2 separate regions of the Mus musculus genome follow, and region 1 is linked to region 2. Evidence: chromatin contacts called from public promoter capture Hi-C data. All regions are on one chromosome and are shown on one strand. Each heading gives the region's core, a stretch centred on a gene start, on an enhancer-like site or on the middle of the called end of the contact. The rest is flanking DNA. Distances are from core to core; before and after follow the strand shown. Region 1 holds the start of Kcnj5 (potassium inwardly-rectifying channel, subfamily J, member 5). Region 2 overlaps Arhgap32 (Rho GTPase activating protein 32).

Evidence for each region. Promoter capture Hi-C pulls out the DNA fragments that hold promoters and counts their contacts.
Region 1: a promoter capture Hi-C map of stem cell-derived epiblast-like cells shows a contact between it and region 2, with 2.1 times the contacts expected there. The contact joins the promoter of Kcnj5 here to the enhancer-like site in region 2. A contact is called at or near these places in 4 of 39 promoter capture datasets (the HPC-7 cell line, hippocampal neurons, liver and 1 more), 9 of 484 Hi-C or Micro-C datasets (the HL-1 cell line, cortical neurons, embryonic stem cells and 2 more) and 2 of 9 other capture datasets (adipose tissue and pancreatic islet).

The regions. Positions count from the first base shown.
Region 1 is chr9:32,342,148-32,348,713 of GRCm38.p6, reverse strand. Kcnj5 (potassium inwardly-rectifying channel, subfamily J, member 5) reads left to right here and starts at 4,370. Exons shown (of 4, transcript NM_010605.5): 1 at 4,370-4,610; 2 at 6,190-6,492. Gm39317 (a long non-coding RNA gene) reads right to left here and starts at 1,241. Exons shown (of 5, transcript XR_870611.2): 1 at 360-1,241; 2 at 24-192.
Region 2 is chr9:32,183,153-32,190,283 of GRCm38.p6, reverse strand. It overlaps Arhgap32 (Rho GTPase activating protein 32), which reads right to left. Exons shown (of 23, transcript NM_001370958.1): 8 at 3,863-3,955; 9 at 2,528-2,650; 10 at 223-300. Among named protein-coding and RNA genes, the nearest start is that of Arhgap32, 150 kb to the right of the region's middle. Within about 2 kb of position 3,618, at least 17 of the 459 cell types and tissues checked have an H3K27ac peak or open chromatin away from gene starts, as enhancers often do. A contact at or near this core is called in embryonic stem cells and stem cell-derived epiblast-like cells, where this site is marked.

The sequences.
Region 1 (6,566 bases), core at 3,121-5,620, 160 kb before region 2:
TGTCTCCAAATACAGCCACTTACCAAGGTACCAGGGGCTAGACTTTCAGCTTGAGTGTTTGGGACACAGGTCAGTCCACAACGATTAGAACTATGACTCTAGAAAACCTGCTCTGCTAAGAGCTGGGAGACATTGTTTCTGACTGCACCCACGGGAAGGGCACTCTCTCCTTTCGAGTCTGTTCCTCAGAGGCTGTTGAGAAAGTGACAGGCAATTACTGACAGGAAGCGTCTAACAGAGTAGAGCATAGTAGGCAGTCAGATCATTACAATCTTCTACCTTCAGTCCTCTCTCCAAATCCCTGTAGCACCTCCCTCCCGCCACCACACACTTCTAGTCCTGGACGCCAGGGAGCTCACCTGGCCATATCTGGTTCACACGTGCACTCTCTTCTGTGAAAATCCCCGTTCCAGACTCTTCATAGGCCAGCAGTCAGAAGTCAGCCCCAGCTGGTTGCTGGATTGCTCTCTCTGGACTTCATTAGCATTCTTAGCAGTTACACACCATCACCCAACTCTCCAAGAGGAATTCAAACCCACGTTGCGAATTTGACTTTCCCTGGATACCTGCTGACCTTCCCAATTTTATAGGCGGTGTTTTTGATCCAAGGCTCCCATTATGCTTCTTACCCTCTCTTAGGAACCTACCAAAGTGTCTCACGCATTGCAGGTGAGTGTGAAATGCCTCAACGATTGCCCTTAACCACTGCCCCACCCAGCCCCCAGTGAATAACTGAACACTTACCACTTTCCCTACACATAAACGCACAAATGCATGGCCTCTCCATCCAAGCCAAGTACACAGTGTCCCGATCCACCACAACGGGATGTCTCCTCACCGTGACCAGTACACTTTATGCCACAAGAAAGCTAGCGCAGACTTCTCTCCTCTTCTTTGAAATTCCACAGACAGAAGTTTTGTTTTTACTCTTGAAACTGTAGCAACCTTGGGCTAATGAGAGTTCTTTCTTCTAAAGTTGGGAACTTTTACGGTTTCCTTGAAAGGAATCAATCTACGGCTGTGGGGTCTGTGCAGCCTATATTGCTACAGTGTTGCCTCGGAGCTATCATTAAATAAGGTAGGGACAGGTTGACATTAGCATTGGTTGCCAAGTACATGCCAGGTGAGTCCGTCTCTCACACAGTGTGGACACACTGTGCCTTGATAGGGCAGGACAAGATGTGTGACATTTTATTATGCTACTCAGAATCACATGCAATTTAAAACTTATAAATTGAGTATTTCTGAAATGTCCCACTTGGCTTATTCCAACCACGGCTGCTGCCTCCTGGGAACTGAAACTAGAGAAAGTCTAACAGTGAGTGAGGAGGGACTGCTGTGTGCATGGCCAGTGTTCACTGATTGGAACACTGTGTGTGTGTGCACACGCGCGCGCGTGCAATTTTAGTATAAAGAAACCATAAGAACAGAAAAAAATTCAGGTTGCTAATTCTTGAGGGTAAACGAGATACTACTGTAAGTAGCTGCAGTTGTATCAGCAACGCCTATTTTTTAGTATTTTTTTTAAGTTGCATTGTTGCCAGCTGACTATTAATTAGATATCGTGGAAAACCTCATTGATTGATATCTACTGTTCCTGGAGGGCTTATTAACAAACACGGGAATGGATGAGAGATCCTCCTAGCATAAGAAAACAGTACTTAAAATATTTGTCTTAAAAGAGATTTAGTTAGGACTTGAGAGTATAACTCAACAAATTCTTTTAATTAATATTTTATCTGGCAGGAAATATTTATGAGACATTACTAGCCTCATAAATGCAAATGGAATTTCTATAAATAGGTGAAAAAATAATTTCCTGTAAGTGTCATATTCTAAAGAGAAACTTTTTAACTAGGAATTCAGTCCCTGCTCATGAAAGAAAGAAAGAGAAGCAAATGAGAGAGGACAGAGGAGGTGTGTCTGCATGCTAATTAACAGTGATAACCCACAGCAGCCGGCTACCTTCTGTAGCCCTCATTAATTTCCAGACAATGAAAGACACACTTAGCACCTTTCAGGCTCTCTAAGTAGTTCTAAGTAGTTCTAAGCCATCCAGCAGTCTTGTCATTTATCCTTAGATGCCATTTGTGCTCTCTCGCAGACTTGGGCTGGAAACTCCCAGACCACCCTACATTTCTGAACAACAGTGGAGACTAAAAATCCCACCCACTACCTCTCATTATCCAGGCCTAGGCTAAAAACTGGACGTCGATTGTTCTGCCTCTGGTTCAAGGTCCCAACCCTTGAGAGAATGCTGTCGAAGCAGAACCTTCCTGCTCTACTTTGTTCCACCACGAGGCAGACAGAGCACCATGCTCTCTGTAGCAATCCAAAGGCCACTGCTGCTACACGGTGGAACACGAAGCCAAGACTCAGCAAAAAGCTTCATGTTGGGCATAGCTGGCTCTCAGAGCAACACAGCCCAGCTACTCCTGACAACCAGGAAACCAAAGAATTAAAGACCCCCTACTGAGCGTTAAACCAACACCTAATGGCTGTGCTGGCTAGTTTCATGGCAACTTTACACAAGCTAATTAATGTCTTCAGAAAGGAGGAGACCTCAACTTTGAGAATGACTCCCTAAGCTCTGGCCGTAGGGCATCTTCTTAGTTAGTGACTGATGGCAGAGGGCCCAACCCACTGTGGGTAGTCCCACCCCTGGATTCTATATTAAGTCAGACTGAGCAAGCCATGATGAGCAAGCCGGTAAGCACCACCTTTCATGTCCTCTGCATCAGCTTCTGAGTCCAGGTTCTGGTCATGTTGAGCTCCTGTCCTGACTTCCTTCAGTGATGGACTGTGAATGTGGAGGCAGAAGCCGAATAAACCCTCTCCTTTGGGTGCTGAACCCCAAAAACTGTGTAACAGACAGAGAGATGTTAAGGTTGGGACTAGTGAAGGCACCAGCAGACAGCCACGTGCTGGCTCTCCCAGACAGCAGCCCTCCCTGTGCAGTGAGTGACATTCCTGTCTTTCCTACGGTTCATTGAAGAATAGAGTCCTCTATGCTCAAAGCCAAGAACAGTCCACAAAAGAGGGAGAGTGGGGTTTGTGCCTGCAATGAGAAAGACCTAGGCTGGGGTAGAGACTAACAGTGGATTCCCAGAAGGAAGGATATTCAGACCCCCAGAGCAGCAGCCAATGTGGTCTGTACATGGAGGCTGTCACACAGAAAATGAAATACATTCAAGAGATCTATGCAGAGAAGTAGAAACAGAATAATGTACAACGGACTGGAAGGTGGGTGGAACCTTGAGGAAACACGGGGGTTCGGGGGCCGGGGGCCTTTTAATGCCATCATTGAAAAGCTTTTTCCTTCAACACATGTACATAGGACGTTGCAACAGAAATGACATTATAGTTTTAATATTTTACAAGAAGAACTTTTGGGAACAGAGAAGAAAGTAGAGAGTGGGAGGAAAGGCCAGCCCCCTTACCTGAAGATGGTTCAGGTCTCACTTGCCTTTCAAGGGAAGGCCATATCCATTTCAATGAATAGCCATTCCCACTCACCTATAGACTACCCTAAGCAGAATGCTCCAACAAAAGACCCACTTCCCTTCTCCCTTCTCTAGACTTTCCCCTTCAGTTATAATCAGGTCCCAGTCTCAAGAGCCAGACCCAGTAACAGCTTAAGGTCCCCCCCTAGACTGTGACTCCGGACTTCCAGGGGAATGTCCCCCACCTGCTGCATCTGGCTTCTTGATAGGCAGGGAAGTTCGGACAACAGCCCCCTCAAAGTGCCCAGAATGACTGAGCAGGTGTTCCCCCCTCCCCTTGCAAGGCTCTGAGCCTGAATTTTCTGCCCTAAGAGTTTCTTCTGTCTGCTCCTCCGCACCCTCTAAACACAGGCACGCGGGCGCTCACACACGTGCGGGGGCGCTTACACACGCGGGCGATCACACACACACATGTACACGTGAGCTTTCCCACATATTCACGGGAAGCTCTCACACACATCTGGTGGCGCAGGTCTCTGACCCTCGCTTAAGCGTGGCCAGAAGCACAGGAGCATCAACAAGGAGGTCTTGGAGGGAGGTGGCGAAGGGGGAGTAGTGGGCAGGAGAGTAGGGAGGAGGCTGCCCGCTCTCTCTGGCCCTGCGTCCGGCACCGGACTCCTTCCAAGTGACTGTGACCCCCGATACCAACAGCCCCCACCCATCTCCACCATATACCCCATTGTGCAAGCATTTCTCCCATTGCTGCCTTTCTTTGTGGTTCTCCTTTGCCTGTGGCCCTTTAAATCGCGTTCTATCCAGAGATTCAATTGTAGGGGGACAGAGGGAGGAGAACCCGGGAGGGGGGGCGGGGGGACGGGAGGAGATGGGGAGGGAGAAGAGAGGAGGGCGGAGAGGAGAGGGACAGCAGAGAGCCTCCCGCTGTTCTCTCTAGATAGAAGGGCGAGGCAGACCGGTGAAGGGGCGGGAGGTTTAGACGCCTCTGCTAGCTGGACCTGCGACACCAGAGTGGCTCGGGGCGTCTGCCCGTCCGTAGGCAATGCCTGAGGCTAGGGAATCCCCTGGAGAGCCCTGAGAGCCACCTGCACCGCCTTGGAAGGATCTCCAGAAGTTAGCCCCAAGGGTTCGGAGAAGCTCTCTGCGCTACAAGTAAGTTGTCTCCTTTCTCTCGCGTCCCTCCCCCAGCCCAGCGACTCCCCAAACCGGACCCTCACTAGGTGTCCTGTGGTTCTAAAAGAAGGCTTTCCCCTACCGGAGCCTGTCGGGTTGAGACAGGATGGGAACAAGATCCGGTGGTCCAAAGTTCAACAAACTGAAGCTGGCCTTAGCTGCCGGCCTCCCCAAGATGAGGAGTCCAGCCTCCCCAGGACCATAAACGCCCTGCTCCCAGAACCAGACCAGGATACCTGCGGGACTGAAACCTTCCATCTTTGGCTTGCTTGGCCAGGCCTTGGGAGGAGATAGAGAGAACCTTGCTCCCAGAAACAGCTTCAGGTGGGGGCAGAGATGGTCGGGTAGGGCGACCCCCTGGACTGTAGACTCTCTGCCCCAGCTGCTTTCTAATCTAACTGCTTTGCGGTACCAGTCTTCTCAGAATTGGTCACTACCTGTATGCTTTCCTTCTTTTGAAAACATTTCTGCAATTGTTCAAAAGAAGGGTTAAAGATAAAAGGTGGAGGAAGACAAGCTATAGCATTTTCCTGATGGTGGCTCTCCTTGGAGATCTGCTCTGTAGCACCTGATTCTGCCAGGGCCTCCTTTAAACGCAAGGGCAGGCCACTAGGAGGGGGGTTTCTAGCCTGGGACTGTGGAGCAGTGTTCAGTGTTGGCTTCTCGAAATTTCATGGGCTATTCCCAAAAGGCAGTGGAGACTCTAGCCTGCCCAGCATCCATACCAAGATCCCGGGGCGCTATCGAGGGGAACCTTTCAAACACCAGGCAAACAGTGGGAATGCAAATGCTCACTGTGACTCTTCTCAGTTAAACGGAGACTAGCAAGCCTGTCCCACAGCACAGAAATGGCAGCTCTGAGAGGGTGAGTAACTGAGATTACAACGGGAGAGTCTCCACAGTATCTGACTCCAAAGTGTAGCTATTCTTTCTCCTAAGCAAGCTGCCTGGGCCACCGAGCATGGGAATCCCTGCGGAGAAGCAGGGGACAGCAGCTAATATTTACAGAACCGGGGTGTTGAGCTGGAACGGGGTCCTGGGAGTTAACCTGTGGGGCAGAACTACGTTTTCTTGCTTTCTAGAGGGAACTAAAGTACACGGATGTCTGAGCTCTAAAGGGAGGTTCTAATCTTCACAGTCCTTGCCAGCCCCTGGCTTCAAATCCAGAGCTTATTACCAAACACTAACCCTGTAAGGTATACCACCTTCCTGGGATCCATGCCTTTGCTTAGCAATAGTCTCTCTCCACCTCCTTTGTTATTTGAGACACAGGTTATCACTATTCAGACCTGGCTAGCCTAGAACTCACTATGTAGACCAGATTGACTTCATAGACACCTGCCCACCTCTGGAGTGCTGGGATTAGAGGCATGAGCCACCATGTCTGTTTTACATGCATGCAGTCTTGAGTTCCAACCCAGGGTTTCCCAGGCTCTGGCAGGTGAGCTGAGCTGTGGGATTTATAAAAGGATTAAATTGGGCTGTGCCATCAAAGGCTTAGCTAGACTCCTTGGGATCAGAGACTTTTGAGTAAGTCCCCGATATACTTATCTTACAGGGGAAGGCTCAGCTTCCAGTGGGAGCCCTAGGGAACAGGGTGTACTTGGGAGCATGGCAGCATCAGATCACCACTGAAAGAGGTGCCATCCCAGAGATAACTTCATCCTCCAACAGCACCCAGCCATCTTCCCCACGCTGACCACCTAGCTGCCCAACAGCAAAAGCACCCACCACTCTGCCACCGCCTCTCCAAGATGGCTACCTACTGCTGGCCGGGCACTCTGAAACAGCACTTCTTGCTTAAGAGCACATCTGCTTTAAGCATAAAATGAGTGTGTTCTATGCTCCATCTAGCAAGCAGGTCAGTTGTGGGAGGGGAGAAGGCAGGAGGGAGGGCGGGAGATGGATGGAGTTGGTCATCCCTTCTGCCCAGAG
Region 2 (7,131 bases), core at 2,369-4,868:
AACTCTGGCTCTAGCCAGCTGAAGAATGAAAGGGAAGGCAGGGGGAAGGCAGGACAGTACTACTACATGCAGGAATCAAGGCTAACACTGTCATCACCACATCTTCCCACCACTGCAAACCACACTCCTGATGTTTCCTAACACAGCTTTTGAACAGCTACAATACAGGAACACAGAAAATGTTCTCTGAACTCTCCCACATCCAGTGTTTTTGCTGCTTACCTGAAATCCATGCTTGCCTCTCCACCATGTGCTTAATACTTTGGGAGGCATGTCAATAACAGAAACGATGTCTCCCACCTACAAGAATCAAAATTTCAAGCCAATTGTTATATCTATAATTATGATATGTAGTATATAAAAAAGTACTACTTTATGCTTTAATAAATTTTAGGAAACCATATGTCGTTTAAAGATAATTTTAATAATCTAACCTTTTACCAAAGGGTATTCTACTGAAAGTTAAATAGGACAAAACTGTTCCAGGTAACAGACATGGAAACTTGAAAAACCAGATTTTAACACAATATGTTTTTAAAGACATACTTATTCGTCAGCATATGAGGAAACACTTGTATGTTTATATGCAAACTTTGTGTGCATCTGGTACCTGCAGAGGTCAGAAGAGGACAACAAGTCCTCTGGAACGGGAATTATCGATGGCTGTGAACCATCACATAGGCTCTAGGACCTGAATCTGGGTCCTTGCAATAGTAACAAGTATTTGTAAGTACTGCATCATTTCTCAGCCAGGTATCACTGCATCACCATCACTTCTGGCAGAACACATTCTCCAATTCATGATGGTTTTATTTTACTATGGTGCAAAGAACAGGTAATCAGTGTAAGCTTTGTGCGGTGTCCTTTTGTAATGCTGGTGGAAACTGACAGCTATGAAATCGTGTGGCAAACAACATACACTCTAATCCTAGATGGATGGCAAAGCCAGGGTGCTTGCATTACGTAGATCAGTGAATTTCTGAGTCAACAGTACTTTCATTTTACTAAGACATCCCTTTAAGGAACTTTTGAATGTTGCTTTTGCTGCCATAATCAAAGATGAAAGTTATCTCAAAAAGACAGCATTAAATGCACATACTTACAATAGTAAATCTATTAATACTGATTATCATGCACATACAAACACAACATGGAGCACCTAATTAATATACCTGATTCCATCACAGTGGAAGAAGCTGGAGATGAGCGCATAGTGACTTAAAGCCTGATGACCCTGCATCAGCAGATGACACTTACACTCCACTAAAAGAGTAGGCTCTTCATTGTAAAAGGCAATTGTGTAGGTTTGTACAAACGAACAAATCATAAACACAGACTTTTCTATTATATATCTAACAGAACCTATATTCTTTACTCAAAGAAAATGCACATATGGCCAGCAGTAATTGGACCTAACCGGGTTCTACGAAAGAGAACATGGCATCACTGAGGAGGAGTGTTGGGGAGGACTGCAGAGGAGGCAAAGGGAAGAAATGGATAGGATTAGTATCTCTGTAGACATGTGTGAAATTCTCAGAGTCTTTAAAATAAATAAAAATATTTAAAAAGAATTAAACTTAAAAAGAAATTATTAAGTACTGAAATGATGAAACTATGGTTTTTTATTTTCCTCTGTTTTTAAATGTTTAATAATTTGATACTTTATAATGAAGCATTTCAACATGAATTTCTTTCTATCTATCTATCTATCTATCTATCTATCTATCTATCTATCAGTGTAGAAGGTATGACTAAGTAGTCCTAAATGTCCTGGAATTCACTACATAGATATGCTGGCCTCAAACTCAGAGACCTGCCTGTCTGTCTCCCAACTGCTGGGACCAAAAGCATGAGCCACAATGCCTGACATTAAAATTAATGTCTTAACAGAGATTTATTTAATGACAAATTGTAACTTTTCAGTACAAAAAAATTCCATAGTAAGAATCAAAAGAAAGAAAGGAAAATGCCAATGGCTGTAATGATGGGACTGTGTCTGAGGGGGCACTACTATTGCTACTGCTACAGCTACTATTACTATTACTACTACAGTCCATGTACAGACATCTGTCGTTTTATGCTTACACTCATTTCACTAATTGGTTTGAGAACAGTCCTCATTTGACGTCGTAAAACTGTTGCACTGTTGTTCTTTTATTTGCTCAGTCAACACACATTTACTGGTTACTTACTGTACCGAGAACATTCACAAATGCAGAGAATAAACATGAAAATCAGAGACATGCCTCAGCCCTCAGCAGGCTCAAACTCTGCATCCATCCCCATGATAAACACTTTGATCTAAACATTCTACTTCGTCTTTCAGTTTTTATTAGCATGTGCTGGCTGCACAAACTGTTGGGTTTCATTGTATTTTCATGCATGTATACCGTGCCCTCTGATCATAATCATCCTCCATTACTCTCTCTTGTATTTATTTTTTAAATACATAAATTCTTAAAACAGCTAGAGACAGGTTATACAGGTAGCAGGGCCAGAGAACAGTGAGGCCTGCCTAACTGCTTACCTCTAATGTCAGTTCATCAGGGGCCCGAGCGGTGTAGCGCTTGATAACATGGGCAGCACCGACAGCAGGAGTGTTGATGGACGACTCCTCGTGAACTAGAAGATGGTTTCCCTTATTGTCGATCTACAATAAAAATCAAGCACCATGGAGTGTCCAAAGACACGGATCTGTCTATCCACAAATAAAAACTCAATTTAGACAGGTGGTAAGCCCCAAAAGTCTTTTAAAATAAACTGTCATTTTTGGGAACAGCAAGACAGCTCAGCAGGTAAACAAATGCAACAAGCCTGATGAGGTAAGCCGGATCCCTTTGGACCCACCTAGTTAAAGGAGAGAAGCAACTGCTAAAAGTTGTCTTCTAACATCCACATGGGCTCTAACATGCCCCACCCCCAAAATGTAGCAAAACCCTTTAAAACCCTATCACTTATTAGGTAGCTAATATAGGGCAGTAAGTATGCTGTGCATATAATGTATACGACTTAATTTAACTCTCATAATCCCAAAATGTGCTATCATTACCTTTACCTAAAGGTAAAGAAGACAACCTGGAGAAAGTTATGTAATTTTAGAGAAATTAAATTACTTTACTAAGATCACTCAAGCAATAATGGCAAAGTCATGGTCTTAGTGCAAGTAGACCTGGCTCCTCTTACCCTCTTGGCAGTGTCTCAACTTTTACTGGGAGAAAAGAATATATATAATTCTTTACATCCCCAAATTAACATACACAAGTTAACATACACAAATTAACAATAAATATCCTGAGGCATTCTCAAATTGGTACCTTTAAAAGGGTGGTTTATTGGCTCATAAATTACTAAAAAATATTTTCAATTATTAAGCAAATGAAAAAACAAGTAGCTTACGCTGTATATGTATAACAATAGGTATAACAATGTCTAACAATCTCCAGATTTATAGAGATGATAAAATTATTTTTTTGAAAAATAAAGAGAAAGATTTTCTATCCAAAAATCCAGTCACTCTGGAGAGATGACTCAGCATTTAAGAGCAGTGGCTGCTCTTAGAAGAACTGATTCCCAGAGCCACAGGGTGGCTCATACCATGTATAACTTCAGGTCCAGGGCATCTGAAGCCCTCTTGTGGCCATTTGGGGCAGCAGGCACATAAAGAGCACACAGACATTCATGGAGGTAAAACACCCATACGCATTCAGGTTAAAATTAAAAATATCAGTTACCAATCCTCCTGGATTATGAGTACATTCTTTGTTTCTTTATTTGTGAAACTCATCTATAATCAAATTACTAATAAATGCCTTAAGCAAATAATTTTAGAATAAGATTTCATCAGAGCTGATCAGACAGATACCTCCATCCAGGTAAGGGCAGGCCCACAGTTGATCTTGTTGCCAGCGATAGTTGAAAGGCGTGACAGGTAAGCTGTAAGCATCTGAGTAACCGACTGAAAAAGAGAGACTCACCATAACCAGAGGGAAGAGCAACTCTTTGCTTTACAAAGTCTCATATAGATTGGTTTTTTTCTAAGAGGGAAAAAAAGAAACCTAGAGATCCTTAGGCACTTAATAATTACATCAGGTAGAGATAGTGGCAAACACCTTTAATCCCAACAGTCAGGAGGCAAGGGCAGGAGGATCCCAGTTTAACCAGAACTGTAAAGTGAGACCCCCCATCGCCAACACCAAATAATAATAATAATAATAATAATAATAATAATAATAGCTCTAGAGACCTCATCACTGAGGGTATGGAAGATTACCTCTGAAATGATGGCACTTTTCACAGAGGAATTCAGCTACTGCCTAATGTGGGGATTTTAGCTTTTAATACCTCATCGTATGAGGCCGTATTCTACAGCTTCTAATTTCAGGACTTTCGTTTTGTACCTTTGTACTGAAAATACAAAATGTGTTTATTAAAAGACACATCTGTGGCTTTTCTGCCAAATTTTCCCTTGCTTCCCTTTACTGCCTTTGGCTGTAATCTCCATGCATATAGCTGCACAGGAGTGGACTAATTCCTGTGATCCTACGCCACAGTGTGACATGACAATCTGAGCAGGAACCATGACACAGAACCAAGTCTTTATGCCTGCCCACCCTCCTCTTCCTGAGTTCAAAGGCAATGTGGAGGAACAAGCTGCTGTTGCTGGCTCCCTGCTTTCCTTTCTGATGCCTTACACTTCCCGCCACGATGAACAAAATCTCTCTGTAAATGTAAGCCACAATAGTTCCTTTCTCCGTGTGTGTGAGTGTGTGTGTGTGTGTGTGAGTGTGTGTGTGTGGTGCTGTTGTTTGTAAACTGAAAGCCCAGCCCAAGGTTTCAGCGAGCCTGTGAGAACTGGCCTCGAAGCCATTTGGATGATATTCCTGCATAGAGTCCAGCTGTGTTCTGCCTCTCAAAAGCCCAGGGCTGACTTCAAAAGCAACAGTCTCTTCCATGGGCCGAGGAAATATGACGGCAAGCCAACTGTAAGGCTACATTGTGATTCTTGCTCACGGATCTCATTCAGATCTACAGTGTCAGGCAGTAACAAGTAGAGAACAAAGACATTACAAGAGGTGGTTTCCCAAGGCAGGCTGTGTGAGCAAGCTTAAAGCTTGAGCCATGGGAGTATGAATGATGAAGGTCTATAACTGATAAGGAATTAGCACCCTTTAAAGAGAAACTTCCTGCTCCGGATATACAGTAGCAAACTACCCTGAGGGCAAGATCCCACTCACCAAAGGTACTAACTGTGAAAATGCCATTCTTTAGACAAATTGAGCCTGTCAGGTGGCGGAGGCACATGCACGCCTTTAATCCCAGACCTCGGGAGGCAGAGGCAGGTAGATTTCTGAGTTCGAGGCCAGCCTGGTCTACAAAGTGAGTTCCAGGACAGCCAGGGCTACATAGAGAAACCCTGTTGTGGAAAGAAAGAAAGAAAGAAAGAAAGAAAGAAAGAAAGAAAGAAAGAGGGAAAGAAAGAAAGAAAGAAAGAAAGAAAGAAAGAAAGAAAGAAAGAAAGAAAGAAAGAAAGAAAGAAAGAAAGAAAGAAAGACGGAGGGAGGGAGGGAGGGAGGGAGAAAAAAAGAAAAACTGAGCCTAAGCTCCAAAAGCCAATGGAGTTTCTAACCGTGGAAGGCAACTACCTAGGAAGAGCTTCCACAGAGTCAGCCCATGGAAGCTGCTGAACAGTGGGGGCTGACATGTATAAACCAATTTGAAACCAACCAGGAACTCTCTTCCTTATTGGCTAACTTTCATAAGTGCTGGAAAGTGCTACACAGGCCTGGGGTGGTGTGTGAGATTAATGGAGAAAAGATATTACTGGTCTTATTCAGAGCTGGTCTTTACATGAAACAATACCAACATTCCATGTAAGTGGTGCCCATTAGTTCAATAGTGAAACAGATATTATGGAATAACTAGGCACTTTTTGATTAGATTTGATGTGCTCTCCACAGGAGAGAATTTTGTGTGTGGTAGAGCAATCCTGTGTCAAAAGTCCACACATGGCTTAGAAAGTCTCTGGCCCTGAGATAGAATGTGTTGTGGCTATTTTGCCAAATAGTCAGGACATCTGTCAAATTGCCTTCTAAATATTTATGTGAATACCATGAGTGAGGGCAGAGCTTTTGACATTGATTACAGAACTTGGGGGGCTTGGGGGGCAGTGGGCAGTAGTCAATGCAGACAGTGGTCTAAGTGTTAAGAAGCTGCATCAGACTGTTCAGCACTAAGGGACACATCTTTATCAAGTACCCCTACCCCATGCCCTCGAAGGCCCAGAGCAAAGCTTGGAAGAGGAACCAGACAGAGTGTCAATGCTAGAGGACAGAGAGGAGTGCAATGAAATACTGGCCTCCAGATAGGAAATGGTCACTGCACTCACCACACTAGGTGTGGTTACTTGTACAAGACTCGGGCAAAATCAAACTACCCAAAACTCCAGCACAGGTAGTGTAGACAATGTCCAGGCCCCAGTCTTTACTGAGAACAACTGCATTTGTTAGACTTAGTGGTGAGGGTGGGGGGTCATTCTGCTGGGAGGGTGTGGTCAATGGTAGGCTTCCAATGCTCCAGTGGATGGCCACACTCACGTGCACACAGGCAGCACTGAGTGGACTTAGTGAGTTCCCAAAAGAGGACCAGGAGGGGTATGTTTTGGAGGGTATGAGGAAGGAGAAAGGAAAACAAAGGCTATGTATATGTTCTATCCTATACAATATATGCTGACAATTCAGAACCATGGGCTCTCCACTTAAGAAACCTGCATTCACGATGTAGAGAGCTAGCTTAGGAGAAGAGATATGCCTGCTGCAGGCAGCAAAGCTGGAAGAGTGGGGCTGCCTAACTCCTCTGTAACTACGGTGATCCCATTACCTAGATACTGAGCTACAGGATTTGAGATTTTCTCTGCTGGAGTTTAGTTCTTGCTCTAGTCAAGTCTTTCTTTGTTCGGTCCCATTCCTCCCCTGTGAGATAGATATGTTACTCTGTGGCATTGTATGTTAGAATGATGACAATTTGAGTTTTGATTTTACAATTTACAGGGCATCTCATTAAGAGAATGCTATGAGTCTCAGAAAATAAACTGGGCATTTGAAAAATGTTGGTCCTGTGAAAGGATATGATGGG